Linked DNA regions of Oryctolagus cuniculus: region 2 is linked to region 1. A link is a contact called in public Micro-C data. All regions are on one chromosome and are shown on one strand. The core of a region is the stretch at or near the end of the contact, and the rest is flanking DNA. Distances in the headings are between cores, read along the strand shown. Region 1 holds the start of FBXL19 (F-box and leucine rich repeat protein 19). Region 2 overlaps BCL7C (BAF chromatin remodeling complex subunit BCL7C).

Evidence for each region. A called contact is a pair of places that touch in the nucleus more often than the background predicts.
Region 2: a contact with region 1 is called in a Micro-C map of ear pinna, with 1.9 times the contacts expected there. The contact joins the enhancer-like site here to the promoter of FBXL19 in region 1. A contact is called at or near these places in 5 of 6 Hi-C or Micro-C datasets (ear pinna, liver, psoas muscle and 2 more).

What each region holds. Positions count from the first base shown.
Region 1 is chr19:6,222,867-6,228,113 of mOryCun1.1, forward strand. FBXL19 (F-box and leucine rich repeat protein 19) reads right to left here and starts at 3,486. Exons shown (of 11, transcript XM_070064852.1): 1 at 2,357-3,486.
Region 2 is chr19:6,260,845-6,265,836 of mOryCun1.1, forward strand. The region is part of intron 5 of BCL7C (BAF chromatin remodeling complex subunit BCL7C); the gene reads left to right. It overlaps LOC127487909 (a long non-coding RNA gene), which reads right to left. Exons shown (of 3, transcript XR_007915179.2): 2 at 1-4,992. Among named protein-coding and RNA genes, the nearest start is that of BCL7C, 12 kb to the left of the region's middle. Within about 2 kb of position 1,862, at least 5 of the 8 cell types and tissues checked have an H3K27ac peak or open chromatin away from gene starts, as enhancers often do. A contact at or near this core is called in ear pinna, where this site is marked.

The sequences.
Region 1 (5,247 bases), core at 2,236-4,735:
GTCGGCGGCCATCGGCGGCGGGGGGGCCGGGCGGCGCGGGGCGTGGAACGCTCAGAACGCCGGGGTCCACGGCCCCCCGAGGGCGCTCGGCCCCTCCCTCCGGCGGAGGCCGGGACGGCGGCGAATGGAGCTGGGGGGCGCCGGGGGCGAGGCCCTCCCACGGGCTGCGGCGCGGCCCTTCCAGGGGGAGGTCCTGCTCTGGGGGGCTCAGTCCCTCAGCCCCCCCAGGCCAACGGGGGCTCCTCGGGCGCAGGGTGCTCAGCTTCTGGCCCGGGCCCCACTCAGTCCCGGGTCCGAGTCCCAGCTCCCCTCCCCCCACCCCGCCCCGCCTCTCCTCAGCGCCCCCGGCCCTTTAACTGGCCCCTTCCCGGCCCCCACTGCCCAGGGGTCCAGGGCCAGGCCTGGGCCCCCCCACCGTTTCCGGGGTTCAAGCCCCGCCCACCGCCGGTTCCCGGGGAGGGGGGGGTCGCTGTAACCTGCCCCCCTCCCCTGGGCCCGCCCCTGGACTGCGGCCCCCTGTCCTACGCCTACGGAGCGAGCGGAGGGGGGCAAAGGAAGCTGCTCCGGCCCCGCCCCCCCAGCCCGCGCGCGCCCCCGCCCTCTCCCCCTCCCCCCCCAGCGCGCGACCCTCGGGAGATAGGGATTTAAATAAAATTTGAATAAATCCCCCTCCTCAAGCGAGAGGGTGGAAGGAAAGGATGGAGGGGGGGGCAGGGAAGGGGGAAGGGGGCAGTTGGGGTGTCTCAGCCCCCTTGGTCCCCCAGCCCCGCGCTGCTTCGGCCCGGGGCCCTGGCCGCTTCTCTCATCCCTCCTCAGCTCCTTCCTCCTTCCTCCTCTCTTCCCCCTCCCCTCCCTCCTCCTTCCCTCCTCCTCCTCCTCTTACTCCCTCCTTCTCACAGAGGAACCCCGCCCCCTGCCCCCTCCTTCCTCCCCCACCTCCACTTTCGAGGACGAGCGCGTGCAGGGCACGACGGGAGTTGTAGTCCCGCGGACGTTGGTGCTACCGCAGAGACAACGAGACGCTGGGGCCAGCAGGGACTACAAGCAAAATGGCGGAGGACGTGCCAAGCCGGGAGCCGAGGATGCCGGGAGTTATAGTCCGGTTGGCCTGAGGCTCCCCGTTGCAGAACATAGAGAAGGAGCGGGAACGATGACTACAAACAAGATGGCCTTCTCCCCCGACCCGACCTCCTTCCCAGGCACTCACACGCCCTCCTGTCCACAACCCTCCGCGTGTGTGGTACCTGACGGGAGTCGCAGTCCATCTGCTGCCTTCCCGCTGCCATTTCTATTCGTCAGGAACAATGGAAAGGTGAAAAGGAATGAGGACTACAAGCAAGATGGCGGAAGAGGGGCGTACACCTGACTAGCACTCGATTTCATGAGGTGCGATGGGAATAGTAGTTTCCTAGTCTTCTGGTGTTCTTTAAGAATGGCGGAGCCAGGAGAAGAAGGAGACTACCATAAAGATGGCAGGCTACCTAGCCTCTCCGTCGCCTCATTCCACCACCTTGGGCACCTCGCCCGCCTGCAATAGCGAAATCCCCCACCCGGTGGCGCAAAGCCTGGCGGGAGTTGCAGTCTTCCCAGCTCCTCTCTATTATCTTCAGTCCAGACAATGGAACGGGACGGGGCGGGGACTGCCGGCAGAGATGGCGGCCAGAGTAAGTGAGGGTGGGGAGATGGCGCATGGGAGTTGTAGTCCAGGCGCTAGGGCTAGTCCCTGCAGAAGTGGAGGGCGGGACTACAGCAAAGATGGCGTCCCGGACACTCGACCTCTGCGCCAGTGCCTGCTGGGGGACGTAGTCCTTTCCTGAGCTCTACGGAGAAAGGACGTTGGCTGTGGGAATGTGCAGGCCGACGGAACCGGAAGGGCCCCTTCCCCGGCACTCCGGCCACCCCGCTCAGCAGAGCCTGCCGGGAAAAGTAGTCCTGGGCTTTCACTCGCTGGGGGAAGGGGGGAGAGTTTATGTCACCAGTGGGGAATCACTGCGAATGAGAGAGAAAGACGCCCGGGCGATCCAGGAATCTAGAATGTCCGCCTCCTCGGGTGGCAAGGACTTCATATGTCAAGAGAAGGCTCTTAAAGGAAAGCATCGGTAGTCAGCATTGCCGCGACAAAGGAGGCGTGGTTCTCGCCGAAAGTCACGCCGCTGTCCCTTCGAAAGCGTAGGCGCCTCACGCCCGAGGCCGCTCACCCCCAAGCCTCCAGAACTCGGTCGCTATCTTACAAGTCGTGAGGGCTCCAGGCTGAGGTCGTACAAAAATCCCAGCCCCGCTCCGCTGCCACCACCACCACCCCGGAAGTCACCAAACCTCGGTTTTCTCATCTGAGAAATGGGATAGTGATACCCACCTGGAAGCAGAGTTAGAGGAGTGTTAAACAAGACAGTGTTCACGAAAGTGCCCAGCTCTGGCCCCGGGCCCGTGACGACAGTGCCTTTATGGAGGTCCCGTCCAGTACCGCCTTCCTGGGAATCCAGGAGTCCACCACGCCGGACGGAATTCGCTTCAGTGACCAGAACACCGGGCTGGGCGGGCCACCCCATCCTGAGCCGCCCACCCCTCCGCCCTTCCACAGCTGGGCCCTCCGGCATGCACTACCGAGCACTGCTCCCAGGGGGCGCCCTTTCTCCATTCGGCCGAGGGTCTACAAACCCACCAAATGCCTGCACCTGAAGTTGTAGGCGCTTCCCGGGCACCCTGGGAGGCCTTCACCTGCGCACCTCAGCAGCCCACTTCCGGGCCTCTCACTCGCCGCCGCCTCCTCCTCCACCTGCCACACTGCTCCGGACCCCAAGCCGAGTCCCTCTGCCTTAGGGGCCCGGCGGGAGACTTGGTGGGTGTGGTTTTTCTGTTGGGGGTGGGGGAATGTGGTGTCACTCCCGACATTGCAGGCCCTGGCCTCAGGCTGAACCCTTATGCCGGCACTTTTATCAATCAGGAAAACCTCGGGCTCCCAAGACCAGTGCCTCTGCCTCTCGGCCCTCGAGGCTTTCATTTTGGCGCCGAGGAGGATGACTTCAGAGCATTGCACCTCCCCTCCTCCCATCCCTGGGTGGTTCCGCCCAGTTAGCTGCTCACCTTTCGGGTCTGAATTTAAACGCCACTGTCCACCATCCACTGAAGCTTCTCTGTGGTTCCCGGATGAGATTCGTGGCCTCTTCCACTAGCTGCTAAGCTTCATGAGGCGTGCATCGCCCTTGAAGCTAAGATGCTGGCGGAACAGGCTCCCATTTTATGGATGGGAAAATTGCGGTCCTGGGCGTAGGCACTGAACGTGGCCGTCAGGACGCCCTCATCGAACACTGAGAGCCTGGGTTCAAAACCCCGGGCTCCAACTCCTGACTCCAGCTTCCTGCAAATGCAGACCCTGGGGCCAGCGGTGATGACCCAGGTGATTGGGTTGAGTTCCTGGCTCCTGGCTTGGGGAAATGCCAGCTGTCTGTCTCTCTGCTCTCAAATAAATAAGGGAAAAAAAAAAAAAATATATATATATATATAGAAAAACTCTTCATTTTATAAGTGAAATTCTCATCATGAGCAGATACTATTTGTAGAAGCATACTTCAACAGGTTCATGGAAAATGAAATTAAAAGTTTTGGGCTGGCGCCGCGGCTCACTAGGCTAATCCTCCGCCTGTGGCGCCGGCACCCCAGGTTCTAGTCCCGGTCGGGGCGCGGGATTCTGTCCCGGTTGCTCCTCTTCCAGTCCAGCTCTCTGCTGTGCCCCGGGGAATGCAGTGGAGGATGACCCAAGTCCTTGGGCCCTGCACCCGCACGGGAGACCAGGAGAAGCACCTGGCTCCTGGCTTCGGATTGGCGCAGCGCGCTGGCCATAGCGGCCACTTGGGAGGTGAACCAATGGAAGGAAGACCTTTCTCTCTGTCTCTCTCTCTCACTGTCTAACTCTGCCTGTCGAAAAAAAAAAAAGAAAAGAAAAGAAAAGAAAAGGTTTGGGGGCTGGTGCTGTGGCATAGTGGGTAAAGTCGCTGCCTGCAGCACCGGCATCCCATAGGAGCACTAGTTCGAATCCTGACAGCTCCACTTCTCATGCAGCTCCCTGGGAGCTGTACCTGGGAAAGCAGTGGAGGATGGCCCGAGTCCTTGGGCCCCTGCACCCACATAAGAGACCCAGATGAGACTCCTGGCTCATGGTTTCAGCCTGGCCCAGCCCAGGCTGTTGCAGCCATTTGGGGGGGTGAACAAGTGGCTAGAACATCTCTCCTCTCTCTGTCTATCCCTTTCTCTCTGTAATCCTTTTTCAAGTAATAAGTCCTAGAAAGTTTATTTTTTGGGCTGGTGCTGTGGCATAGTGAGTAAAGCCACTGCCTGCAGTGCTGGTATCCTATATGGGTGCTGGTTTGAGTCCTGGCTGCTCCACTTCCAGTCCAGCTCTCTGCTATGGCCTGGGAAAGCAGTAGAAGATGGCCCAAGTCCTTGGGTCCCTGCACCCACATGGGAGACCTAGAAGAAGTCCTAGTTCCTGGCTTTGGCCTGGCACAGCCAAGGAATGAGCCAGCAGATGGAAGATCTCTCTCTCTCTCTCTCTCTCTCTCTCTCTCTCTGTAACTTTCAAATAAATAAATCATTTTTAAATCCATACATCGTGTTTTCATAATTCACTTTTTCCATGAACTTTGTGAAATGCCCTCGTACGCATGGTTTTTCAAATTTTGTTTGTACCCAGAGAAACCTTTGTTTTCATTCCAACCTGCACAAACTATGCAAAGTATCCTCTTAGGCCAGAAGCTAGGCCTCTCCCACTGAACAGTCAAGCTGCAAATGGCAAAGGCGAAGTTCTTGAAGGAAACAAGACCTGCCCCACCCGAGAATGCTGAATGATAAGAAGGCAAAACAACTCTCTGCTGATAAGGAGAGAATCACACCAGTCACAACTTTCCCCTCCGCTAAACCCTAATCCAGGGCAAGACCCCGGAAGAAGTCTCTGGTTCTACAAAGGCTGAGAGAGGCCAGGAAGCCACAGAAGAAAGCTTTGAAGCCAGCGGAAGTTGCTGGTTTGTGAGGTTAAGGAAAGAAGCCGTGCTATAACCTGAAGCCACAAGTGCTCGATGCAGCGGCTCCAGTAAGTTCTCCAGGAGACCAGGCTGAGAGCATCCACAAACGGGGCTGCTTCCCCAAAACAGGTTTTCTTTTTTTTTTTTTTTTTTTCTATTCGACAGGTAGAGCTACAGACAGTGAGAGAGAGAGACAGAGAGAGAAGGGTCTTCCATCCGCTTGTTCACT
Region 2 (4,992 bases), core at 612-3,111, 36 kb after region 1:
CAGACACAGAGAGAGAGAGAGAGAGAGAGAGAGAGAGAGAGAGAAAGAGAGAGGTCTTCCATCTACCGTTTTACTCCCCAGGTGGCCACAATGGCCGGAGCTGCATGGATCTGAAGCCAGGAGCCTCTTCCAGGTCTCCCACATGGGTATAGGGGCCCAAAGACTTGGCCATCTTCTACTGCTTTCCCAGACCACAGCAGAGAGCTGGATCGGAAGTGAAGCAGCCGGGACTCAAACCCGTGCCCCTGTGGGATGCTGGCACTGCAGGCGGCGGCTTTCCCCGCTACACCACAGCGCTGGGGGCCCCCAGGCACTCTTGAAAGCAGAAGTTCTGAGACATGGAGTTCGCTTCCCAGGGTGGTCATCACGAGGGAGGGCAGCTCCCTGGCTGCCCTGGTCACCCCATCCCTACCACTCCCTAGTGTCTTCCTCATCTCGTTGAGGCCTTGCAGAGCCTTAAGACTGAGGGCGGAGCTCCAGCAGGCCTGGCCTGTTGCTCATCTTCTTGCCTCTGCTTCCTGTTCTCATGCCTCACTTCCTGCCCGCTGGGTGTCCGCCCGCCCGCCGGTTCTTACCTGCCTTTGCCCATGAGGCCCTGCTCAGTGTGGCCCCTGGGCCCCTCCCCCATGCTCCTAATTTCTAACACACCGCAGCTGGCCAGGCTCCCTCCCCGCTCACACTTGCTGCTCCCTCTGCCTGGGGGAACTCTTCCCTTCCTCGTGGCCAAGGCCATGGCTGACTGATCTTTCAGTCTCGGGCTCATCTCACCTCCTGCAGGAAGGCTCCCTGACCTCCGAACCCGGTCAGCTCCTTGCTTAGTCTCTGGGCTTCCTCTTTATCGGATCTTCCACTTCCCCGTCTCTGGCTCTCCTTTGTCTTCCTCCGGGCAGGCAGGGAAACAGCAGGTGCTTACTACTTAGTGATCAATGGAAGAACTAAAGCAAGCCCGGCTTCCTTTCTCCTGTATAAAGTGCAATGCTCTGTTTTCCCAGCCACTGGAAAGGCGCCGGGGTTTCCGCTTGGTTCCACCTCCCGGCGGGCCCGGGGAGGCCCAAAGTCACCGGGACTCATTTGGGACAGGCGCCGCGAGCGCCTGGCAGAACCCCCAGCTGTGTGTCTGCAGGCCTGGGAAGGCGGGGATGTTTCTGGTTGGTGACGCCGGGCAGGCAGGAGGGCTGCGCACCATCACTTGCTCTCCCACTGTCACATTTGTCTGGGGCTTTTCTTGCCTGTCCTCTCCTTTGTTCCAAGTCAGGGGGCTCGTGGTGTCCCGGCGGGTTGGGACTCAGGGTAAGAATGCACCCTTCTAGGTTCAGACTGATTTGTTCTCCCCGTGACCCGGGCAAAAGCCCTTGCCCTGTCAGGACCTTGGTTGCCTCATCTGAAAAATGGAGCCAATACTCTGTTCCTCGTCTTTGTACCAGGTCCGCAACCGCATGATGTAAACCAAGGTTTGCCAGGTGAACGTTCCCCGCGTGTGCTTTGTCGCACCCCCGGGCAGTTTCGTGCACTCTAGATAATTTCAGAAATGCAGTGCCAAAGAAAAGTCATCGTAACGACCCTGCGTGAGGTCTCGATGTCTTCGGACAAGATCTTGGGAGGCAGCCAGCGAGGGGGCGGTGGCACTGAGAGAACCCAGCCACGAGCGGGGCGCCAGGTTCCGGGACAGCGCCGGTAATGCCTTCGGTCGCCATCTGTGCAACGCGAGCCTGCGGCCCTACCTCCGCCTCGGCCTTTTGTGAAGCTCGGAGGAAACAAAGGAGGGCAGCGTGCCTCGGCACGGCCGGCCCGCGGGGAGCAGGCGCGGCCCGGGGAAGGGTTAAGGCCACCGACGCGGCGCGCGCGTGCTAGAGGGGCCGACGGCGGACTTCCGGCGGGGCGGGGCGGGGCGGGGCCTGTGCTCCCGCCGCCGGCGGGGGTCGGAGCGGGCGCCCTGCGCTCGGCCTGCGCCTCCTGGGCTCCCTGCCTCGAGGTCCGGTCGTGGGCAGCGTCGTAACCCCGAGTGGGCCTTGGGTTCCCCGGCCGTGCTTTAGGGCCGGGAGGACTCGCTTGCACCTCGGACCACACCGTATCCCCCTGCTGTCCAGTGGAGGAATCTGCGACTCAGGAGGAGGAATTTAAGTCCAGGGTAGCGGGGCGGCCGTGGCGGGCTTGCTGTGCAGGCTCATTCCTCTCATTTCTCACAGGGTGTTTGTGGCTTCAACCCGTTTTACAGATCAGAGAACTGAGGCTCGGGTGCAGGTCAGCGGCCCAGGGGGCTTGTGTGGCCACTCAGTCCTGCCTGGTAGCGAGTGCTTGCTGCTGACCGCTCCCCGCCGGCTCACGCACCTGGTACGGAACCGCACCTGGTACGGAACCGACAGCGGTCCTGGCGCAGGTGAACCGCCACCTCCTACCTCAGGGGAAGTAATCACTGAACCCCTGTGCATTTCACTGGAGACGTATGTTTAAAAACAGCAGCTTTATTGAGCTTAATCCACACACCCTCCCACTCACCGGTTTGACGTGTACAATTGAGCAATTAGCGCAGTGTTAGAACATTTTAATCAGCCCTGAAAGAAACCGCAGTGGTGAGCAGTGGTTCCCAGGCCTTCCTCCAGCGCGCTCCGTCCCCCAGACTAGCACCAGCGGGCTTCCTGTCTCTCTATTTGTTTATTTGGGCATTTAAAAAAAATACACTGATTTTAAAAAGGTTAATTTATTTGAAAGGCAGCGTTACAGAGGAGGTGGAGAGAGACAGAGCGATCTTCTATGCAGGGCTGGGCCAGGTGTTTGCTTTTCTTATTTTTTTTTTTAAGATTTATTTATTTGTAAGAGAAATTTTCCATCTGCCAGTTCACTCCCCAAATGGTGGCAATGGCCAGAAGTGGGCCGATCTGAAGCCAGGAGCTCCTTCCTGTTCTCTCATGTGAGTGCAGGGGCCCAAGCACTTGAGCCATCTTCCACTACTTTCTCAGGCCATAGCAGAGAGCTGGATTGGAAATGGAGAAGCCAGGATTTGAACTGGTGCCCATGTGGAATGTTGGCACCATAGGTGGGGGCCCTACTATACCATAGCACTGACCCCAACAGTAAATTTTTTTAAAAGATTTATTTATTTGAAAGGCAGAGTTACAGAGAGGCAGAGGCAGAGAGGCGGGGGAGAGGTCTTCCATCTGCTGGTTCATTCCCCAGATGGCTACAATGACAGGAGCTGCCCTGATCCCAAGCCAGGAGCCAGGAGCTTCGTCCAGTCTCCCACACAGATGCAGCGGCCCAAGGACTTGGGCCATCTTCCACTGCTTTCCTAGGCCATAGCAGAGAGCTGGATCGGAAGTAGAGCAGCCAGGTCTCGAACCAGGGCCCATATGGGATGCAGGTGCTTCAGGCCAGGCCTCTAACCTGCTGCACACAGTGCTGGCCCCTGAAGATCAGTTTCTACTGAATGTGTATTGTTTTCTTCCATTGTGAAGCTGGTAAATCATGTCGAACCATTGTAAGTTGCAGGACCATTTGTAATTATAAAACTGTTTATGTACTTTAATATGTGAAGAAGCAAATTGTATGTCAAAGGAGGAGCAGGGGAAAGAGAAGGATAGAAGCAAAGGTTTTGTATATTATTGCTGTTAACATGAAGGCATCTTGGCCTTTAGGCCAACACCCACTCCTGTGTTGTTCTGAGATGTTGATTGTAATCCCCAGGAGAATCATTCATAGTTGAGAGAGAGGTGGGCAGTGGCTTACACCGCTGCTGTAATCCCAGCATCCCACACTGGAGCGCCATTTTGAGTCCAGGCTGTTCTACTTCCAGTCCAGCTCCCTGCCGAGCAGCTGGAAAAGCAGTAGAAGATGGCTCAAGTATTTGCCACCTGCCACCCACAAGGGATACCCTGGCTCCTGCTTCCTATCCAGCTTCCTCGTAATGCACTTGGGAGGCAGGAGAGAATGGCCCAAGTACTTGGGTTCCTGCCACCCACAAAGGAGAGCCAGATGGAGTTCCTGACTCCCAGCTTGACCTGGCCCAACCCTAACTGTTGCAAGCATTTGAGGAGGGAATCAGTGGTTAAAAGATCCTCACTCTATCTCTGTCATACTGCCTTTCAAATAAATAAAAATAAAACAAAATAATTCAAAAGAATAGACTAAAAGAAGGAAGGGGCTGGTGCTGTGGTGTAGCGGGTAAAGCTGCTGCCTGCAGCGCCAGCATTCCATATGGGCACCAGTTCGAGTCCCGGCTGCTCCACTTCTGATCCAGCTCTCTGCTATGGCCTGAGAAAGCAGTAGAAGATGGCCCAGGTCCTTGGGTCACATAGGAGACCTGGATGAAGCTCCAGGCTCCTGGCTTCAAATCAGCTCAGCTCTGGCCATGTGGTCTTTGGGGAGCGAACCAGCAGTTGGAAACGTCTCTCTCTTTCTCTGCTCTGCCTCTCTGTAACATTGCCTTTCAAATAAATAAATAAATAAATCTTTAAAAGAAAATAAAACAGAAGAAAGAGAATTAAAATGGAATACTAGGGAGCTGGCGCTGTGGTGTAGTAGGCTAAGCCTCGCCTGTGGCACCAGCATTCCATTTGGGCGCTGGTTTGTGTCCCTCTGCTCCTCTTCTGATCCAGCTCTCTGCTATGGCCTGGGAGAGCAGTAGAAGATGACCCAAGTGCATGGGCCCCTGCACCCGCGTGGGAGACCTGGAGGAAGCTCCTGGCTTCAGATCAGCCCAGCTCTGGCCATTGCAGCCATTTGGGGAGTGAACCAGGGGGTAGAAGACCTTTCTCTGTCTCTCCCTCTCTCTATGTAAATTTACCTTTCAAATAAATAAAATCTTTTTAAAAAATAGAATACTAGAAAAATTTTTAACATGAAGGCAGCAATAGAGGAATAGAAGAACAAAAGGACATATAAATAACAAATAGCAAAATGACATGTAAATCTATTGTTAGTAATTAGATTACATGTAAATGAACTAAATATTCCAGTCAAAGGCAAAAATTGGATTGGCATAATAAATTTTTAATA